Linked DNA regions of Drosophila melanogaster: region 2 is linked to region 1. A link is a contact called in public Hi-C data. All regions are on one chromosome and are shown on one strand. The core of a region is the stretch at or near the end of the contact, and the rest is flanking DNA. Distances in the headings are between cores, read along the strand shown. Region 1 holds the start of Cht10 (Chitinase 10). Region 2 holds the start of lncRNA:CR43242 (long non-coding RNA:CR43242).

Region 1 (4,179 bases), core at 832-3,331:
CTTATTCTAATCAAAAAATACTCCGCACACATAATTTCCCTCCAAGAAAGCCGCATACAATACACAAATAATTTACCAACCCCAATAAACTACAAACTGTTAACAAATAACAGTTATGCACCAACAAATTTGGTGGCGTAGCACTACTACTACTACTACACCATCCACAACATCACAAGTGATCTCAAAGCAATAGCCTAGCAATATATACAATCTAAGCCAAAACAAGAGAGAACGCTATAGTTGAGTTCATCGACTATCAGATACCCGTTACTCAGCTAGTGTGAATGCCAACGCGAAATGTAATAATTTTTATGGGATATCGATTGATATTGGGGAATAAAATGAGAAAAAATTTCAAATATGTTCAAAAGTGTTTGCGTGACCGGTTTGGCGGCTTTAGGGGTCTAGAGTGGGCGTGTCAAAAAGCTTTTTGGCAAATCGATTGAAATTTACAAAACTATTAAAATTATGAAAAAATATCCAAAAAATTATGAAAAATGTGGGTGTGGCAGTTCTGGGCGGTTTAAGGTCGTTAGAGTGGGCGTGGCAAAAATTGATTATGCAAATCGATAGAAATTTACAAGACTAATACAAATTAGCCTTTATTGTTCCTGAGATCTCGACGTTCATACGAACAGACGGGCATGGCCAGATCGACTTTGCTATCGATCCTGTCCAAGAATATATATACTTTATATGATCGGAAACGCTTCCTAGTATAGCCTTATGCTCTACGAGTAATGGGTATAAAAATCTATATTTAACAAACAAAAAACTTATAAAGCTTTACTTTATAAAAAAAACTAGGTAAGATTACAGTCATTTCAGTAGAAAAAGGCCAGGTGGACAAGAAAATATTTAAATAAATTAACAAAACGCACAAAACAGCAAGGACAAAACTATTGGAAAACATTTTTATATTTTTTCAATTATTATTGTCTTATCACAAGCCTCAAAAACTGTCACGCCCACATTTTTAAAAAATTAAAAATTTTTTTTTCGTTTATTATTTGTTCTGGCCAAATTCTATCGGTATACCAAAAACTTTTTACCGCGGACACTCAAACGCACTTTTGAATTTGGTTTGATTAATTATTTGTTTTTCCGACTTCTGTCAATATGCCTAAAATAATTAAGAAGATATTTGAAAATGCTATGTAATTGTTCTTAATCGGTAAGAAAAATCGGTATAAACCATTTTTTTTTAATATACAATTACTACAGAAAGATAACTTTCTTTATTGTTGTGTTTTTATATATATGATGTATATATATAATTAGTACCACAAAAATTATCTGTTGTTCATAGAAAAAAATAATATTGTTTACTCACGTTATATAAATCCTAAATTGCCATGGCTGTCCATCCGTTTTTCATTAGTTCTTAACTATAAATAAATAAATCGTTCAGAAAATTTTATCTTAGTTAATTGTATGAATTTTATATATTACCATCCATTTGCTTAATTCAATAAAAATATTTTCTTCGTACATTTTTGTTCTTTTCGCATATTTATTAGGCTTTTATGAACCGGTTTGCTTATTTGGTGTAAAATTAATTTTATATATTTCTTCGTGAATCCAGACAAAGTACGACAGCGAATTAACGTATAGCAAGAAACAGTAAGAAGCGTATGGAAGAGTTAAAAAAACCAAAAATCAAAAAGAGGTTTAACAAGTTTTCAGTTTATCTACTTGAGGCAGGGAACCAATTCGGGTTTTGGCCGTTTTGTGGGAGTTCATTGAACGCCAAGAACTTTGATCGGTCTTCATATCCTCGTTTTGCTTTCACGATGGAACAACTGAGAATGCGTGTTATTTTTGTTGTTGATCAATTAATCAAGTATTTTACTAACTTACATTAACATTACATGCTTTTCTCTTTTCTACGTTTTAAACGTTTTTAGACATTTCTATTGGCATTTCAACGAAAGTACATTTTCCCTTAGGGCGCGGTTACGAACTAATGTCACACTTTTATAAAAAATCTAGCAATGCCATGCTATGCTATCACTTACTGAGTTGCTGAAGGCGGCGGTAACATCCGATAATTTGCACACAACCTTTCACAAGTGTGATCACTATAAAACTGTAGGTGTTTGAGCTGAGGACGCTTCTATTTATACTTATACATTTTTCAATAAAAAAAAAAAAGGGAATGCCACCAGGAGAGAGCAGCATTATTGAATCAGAGAGTTCTATGTTTCTTTCTTTACTCACTCAGCCACCAGTGTCCTATCCTAATTGTGTGTTTCCGCCCAACAACTACAGAAGGCGAGAGGCGAATATGTGGCGGGACACTTGCCAACGACTTTAATCGTCAAGTCTATTATATTAACGAAAAAAGAACTAAGAAAGTAGACGCCTTATAGGATGATCGCTTTAAATATTTTTTACCAAATTAGAACATAATGTATCGAATTAATGCATATTTTATTTTTTAAGTTTTATGCATATAATATGAATATACATATGTATGTATATTTATGTATGTCTGTACGATTTCTATCGGTATACCAAAAACATTTTTTCCCGCCCACTCAAACACCACCAAAGCGCCACGCCCTTGTTTTAATCTTAAGATGTTTTTCTCAATACACTCAAATTTTTGAAGACATATAATTCTGGATTAATTTGATAAAACTTTATAATTCAGCTTTCGTAATAATATTCCATTAAATGCTTTCTATTAACTCATTGTTTCTCTGTAATTAATCATAAATTGTAGAGTAAATGGCTGTACTAGATTCGTTGAAAAGTATGTATAGGCATAAAGAAGCGTTGCCGACAATATAAAGTAAATATATATATTCTGGATCAGGATCAATAGCCGAGACGATCTGACTTTGTCCATATGAACACGTCGATTTCAGGAATGTTGAGATTAGGCATACAGATTGTAGATTGCTACAGCCACTCTAACGCCCAAAACTACCACGACCATACTTTAAAAAAAATGTTTTCTTCGTTTTATGGTTTGTCTTGCCAAATTCTATAGTTATACAAAAACCTCTTAGGGCACGTCCCTCCCTACAGCAACAAAACGCCCAGAATGGACACGCCTACATTTTTAAAACATTTTTATTAGGTTCTCAATTGATTCCGAAATATCTGTCGATATCCCAGAAAATTAAGAGAATAAAATTTCGCGTTCGGTTTCACTCTAGCTGATCAACGACTATTGCATACTCTCTTACTTTCATTAAAACCAATAAAAAATCATCTGAGGGAAGGAATCGAATTGCAACTCAATACGGCAAATACGGTGTAGCAGACGTCAAAAGACTATATAAGCAGGACAGGACGATAGGAATTTTATATTGACACTAAATACAGAAAAGGCCAAATTCAAAGAGAAAAATTCGGAAAACCAAATAAAAATATAGAAAAAATAGATTAAGACCATTACCAAATCACTAATCAAAATAGGGAAACCAAATACTACAAAACACAATTTAAGAAACAAATAACTAATATCTAATACCGTTTAACTTCCGCAGGAGCCTTGTGTATAATAATGTTGTTTCTATTCTTCACCACGGGCCACAGACTACAATTTCAAATAATAAACATAGATCCAGACCCTTGGCTACTTACTCTTCTCGAGCAATCCAATTCAAATACCTGTAGTATATGAACATCACGGTCTAAGAATTAATTTAACGGAAATCAATGTCATCACTAATTCTTTTGGTAACAAAATCACAGACGCGCCCAGAATGAAATACTTATACAATAAACTACTGAAAGAATAAAATGGTTTAACTATTCATCAGCAAAATGGGCAGACAAATATGGACAAAATAGGTTCATATTTTAAATTTATTTTTGGCACACTTGTATTGACACAATCGTTTATGAACTTATGCAATTTATTGTATACATAGAAGACTTAGAAATGGGCATGCAACTTTCACGTCTGTGACTTTTGAATCCAAAATTACTCAATTACAATAAGTTATAAAGCATTAACAACCAGAATATACATTTCAGCAAAACATAAACTTGGATTGACCACAAAATTAACGAATTATTACTCATTTCACATATCCCTATTAACCAAAATACCATCAACACCAATAAATTTACTTCCTATCCTGCCCAAAAAAACAAATCAAATATCAAAAAAACATATACATATATCCAAACATATTGTATTTGGAAGATGAGAATAAA
Region 2 (4,015 bases), core at 613-3,112, 43 kb after region 1:
ACCTTTAATTGCACTTTCGATCCGCCTAAACTCTACGAATATTTTAACTGCATCTTCTGGCACAGTTCCGAACGATTCGTGAATGATTACACTGTTCACTTCCCCGTACTTGGTGTTGCATTCGTCTTTTACCTCGGGTTCCAATTCTTCGTCAACGTCCCCGGGTCCTACCATGTTGCGTAGAAGAACAACCTTGCTTGGTGATTTCATAATCTCCGTAATGCTGTATCCGATGTCACCACTCTCAGCCGCCGTGTCTACCATCTGGGGAGGAGGCATGGCCTTGTGGCTGGGACTTGTTCCTATTTGGGAGCCAATAGAAGGTGGCGACAATGCTAGGGGTGGCAGAAAAACGTCTTTTTCGTGTATGATCCGTCCACCACGTTTGGAGGTTTTCTCTACTTGAAGAGCTATGGCCATGCCCTGCTCCGATTTTCCGAGACCTTGACCATCCTTAAACCCATATTTTGCCATAATTTTGGCGGCCACCGAGCTGGCAGAATATGGCATAGTATTAGTGGCTTCACAACCACTATCAATGGACATTTCTTGGAGGGAAGGAGGGGGAGCGATTGTGGCACCTCCCTGTTTAGCTACAAGGCCCGGAGATGGCAAGTACATGTCATCATCGTTTTGCCGGTGGCCAAACCCGCTGAGCTTCAGGTTAGGGGCTGAGACTTCGTCTCTATAAAATTCTCGACGACCGACGCGTCCACGTTTACGATCTTTTTCTTTGTCATCTCGGTCTTCTCGATCACTTACGCCTGCTCGATTTTTGTCACTGCCATTACTTTTCTCTTTAAGTTTTTCATATTCATTTGGCCTTTGAGGATCGTATTCATCGGCAACGTCCCAGTCCCCCCTGTTTATCCTTTCCAGTATGGATGGAAGGGCTTTACCACTTATTAATGGTTTGGATACAACTGTAGTAATTGGAGCAAAACATGTAACTTCTGGATCTGCAAGGCGTTTGGACCTTAGATTAACCACTGGCGTCATAAGCTACATAGGGTGTATTAATAATTGTATGATCTATATCGGCAGATTGTATACTCACTGGTTTTTTGACAGCCATTTTTACTGCCAGCTGGGTCTGTAACATTTTTATTCCCGAAGACCATCCATCAATCTGGCTAGATCGAGCCCTCGTATCAATGCCGTCATACAAATCCATTAACAAATATATCAATACTAGCACCACCTTAAGATATTGATGACAACGAGCTTCAACAATGTTTTTATTTATTTTCAAGGCCCGATAGATTTAATGACTATCAACTGTTCGACTTAATGTCCGATTCACACAGAGCCATATCACTGCAAGAAAGGATGCCCTATCGGGCAAGAACAGATAAGCTACAATAGAAAAAAGTTTACAAATCTATTTATTTATTTAAATTTATTTTAAAATTTTTCTAACACAAAAAAACGCATGCGTCTATTTTATGTTGAAACTTAAGTCAACTACATGGGTCATCGAACTGTTTTTAATTTCACTGTTTTACTAAAATAAAAACTATTGCACAACGATTGCCTTGCATCTATGGCATAGTCATAGTTAGTAGAGCTTACGACTTACACGCTAAATATTATCGATATTGAAGAAAAAAATTAAGAAGAGCTTACAGTTGTTAAAAACAAGTCGTACTTCATAATGTTTTCGTTGCTTTCAAAATAAATACCTTGAAAGAAGGTATTTAATTACCTATGCACGATAAGATACTACTATCATCGAATATATAGGAAACAAACCCCTTTAAACGCTACGAAACAAGGAAAATGTTACTACTTCTATTCATGAGAGTGTGGGCGGGGCTTAAATCGAATAACTTTGTATAAAGATTTCCCATAGTTAACACAAGTTAAACTTCTTAAAACTAATAAAAGCAAAACAAGCATCAATTTTTCACAATTCAAAATTTTATGATAAATAATGCTTGAGAGAGCCAGTAAGAGCGTCGTCTGTTTAGCCGAACCATTTGATTTTGTAATGGTTTTTGTAGCGATAAATTGTGCAACAGTTAATGTATAGTGGATTGAACTGTAGTTACTCGATTGCCAAGACATAATAAATCGACTGAGAAAGTAAAGGAAGATTCCTGCGGGGAATGTGCTTTTCGTAAGTTTTGCATATCTTAGCATTTTCATTGTGTCATTTAAAGAGATTTGTAGATTAGTGTTGATCAAGATCATACAGAATTGCCAATTACATGCGGCACGGGGACTACCGATGTCTAAGCAAAGACATTCGAATATCAAGAGGTTTGTGACGGCCAAAATTGCTCTTACTCCGCCTCGCGTGAAATTGAGAGCGTAGAAGACGATTTTCGAACCGAAATTAATATTGATCTAAGAAGCGAAGTTACATATTTAAAAATGATTTAAAAATTAATGCCTTGACCATTATTGTTTTTATTCTTAATGTTATTTAAATTATTATCAACCGTTCACATAAATATATTTTATTGTTTATAATTAATATTTGTAAAATGGTACTGGAGACATACTTCAACATGAGACTGTGAGCAACATAACAGAATTAAAATTATGTTTATTATTTCAACTAATAAATCAAATGAATTTTATCTAAAATTGTGGATAAAACTTTTGTAATTTAAAAAATAAATTTAAAAAATATATATACATTTTAAAAAATGTATTTCATAAAAACTATACAAACATACATACATAGTTAAAAATGAATATTTATATAATAAATATAAATATACAACTTGTTGCTAAATTTTAGGGCACGACATGCGGATTTCATACGTCGCGAGCTGAATACTGTGAGGAGTCTTAAAACTCTCAAAAAATACAACTTAGGAAAGCTGCTTAGCAACAGCGAAGACGGCTGGAATGTGAGAGTTGTCAGGCGGCCAGGTCGAACGGAAAATAATGGACCTTGGACCCCGACAAAGTGGAGAGACCGTGAACTAACGGTATTGCGCTGGACCTTTGACTCGAGCTCTGGACGGCCAAGGCCCAAGGTCGAACGGTAACAATGCGGACTTTGGACGAGCACAAAGAGGACGCACCTTGAACTAACGTGGCCTTGTACCTGAGCGGACCGTGCACAAAAAAATAACGCGATCCCCGCGACCACCTATACCAACAAGGCGACAAGAGATTCGCGAGTGGGAACGAACAGTGAGAAAGTAAGAGTAACGCCGCGAACAGTCAACCCGTCAGTGAAAAACGCGCACCCGTCGACAAGGTAACGGTCTGTGAGAACGCGCAGGACGTAGAAGGGAATTAGCCAGTGAGCGGACATACAAGGACAATCACTCCAGGTGAAGAACGGTGCAATGCAGAGATCCGCGGAGCACGATAACACAAGAACCTGGTCAGAAGGGACAGTGGAGTCAGTGGTCGGTAAGGGTAGTCCCTGGCCGAGTGTTGCCTTAACCAGTTGACGATATACCCTGGCCCATGACATCCTAATCCCTTTCGATCCTGCACGTGTTCCGTTGTCAGGGACACACAGGAAGATGAAGGCAAGGCGTCGCAGGAGCAACGCCGCGCAGCAGACGGCGATCAGCAGTCAGCCGTGAAATACTACAATAAAGCGCCCTTAATCTGAAACTCTGTCTTCTCCTTGGTCAGGTACTCACACAAATCAAAAATTTGATGGGACGAACACAAAAACTCTCTGAGCTCGCCGCTGCAATTCGTAGCGAGTAGAACTAAACAGCTTGTTACTTTTGGCGCCCAACCGTCATTGTTTTGATCAAGCAGCCAGCATGGAGGAGACCAATTCATGTCGGAGACGAATTCTAATAGGGGAAGGGGAAAGACGAAACGGGGATCGTAATCTTCAACTCGCGAACAGAAGAAGGAGTTCGAGCAGGTACACTCGCGCAGGAAAAAGAGTTCGAGCCTGGAAAATCAGCGCCGGCCCCAAGTAGGGTATGCACCTGGATAATAGGAGCAAGAACTCAAGAGGACTGAAGCCGACTGACAGCGTGGAAAAGGCAGGGATGCAAAGCGATGGTTCCCAGCATCAGGAGCAAGG

The links. A called contact is a pair of places that touch in the nucleus more often than the background predicts.
Region 2: a contact with region 1 is called in a Hi-C map of the Kc167 cell line, with 3 times the contacts expected there. A contact is called at or near these places in 7 of 107 Hi-C or Micro-C datasets (the Clone 8 cell line, the Kc167 cell line, the S2 cell line and 1 more).

What each region holds. Positions count from the first base shown.
Region 1 is chr2L:23,023,834-23,028,012 of dm6, forward strand. Cht10 (Chitinase 10) reads right to left here and starts at 2,082. Exons shown (of 9, transcript NM_001042957.2): 1 at 2,022-2,082; 2 at 1,337-1,391.
Region 2 is chr2L:23,067,143-23,071,157 of dm6, forward strand. lncRNA:CR43242 (long non-coding RNA:CR43242) reads left to right here and starts at 1,863. Exons shown (of 2, transcript NR_048041.1): 1 at 1,863-2,119; 2 at 2,750-3,582. Spf45 (Spf45,) reads right to left here and starts at 1,244. Exons shown (of 3, transcript NM_001042961.3): 1 at 1,058-1,244; 2 at 3-1,002. The coding sequence starts at 1,174.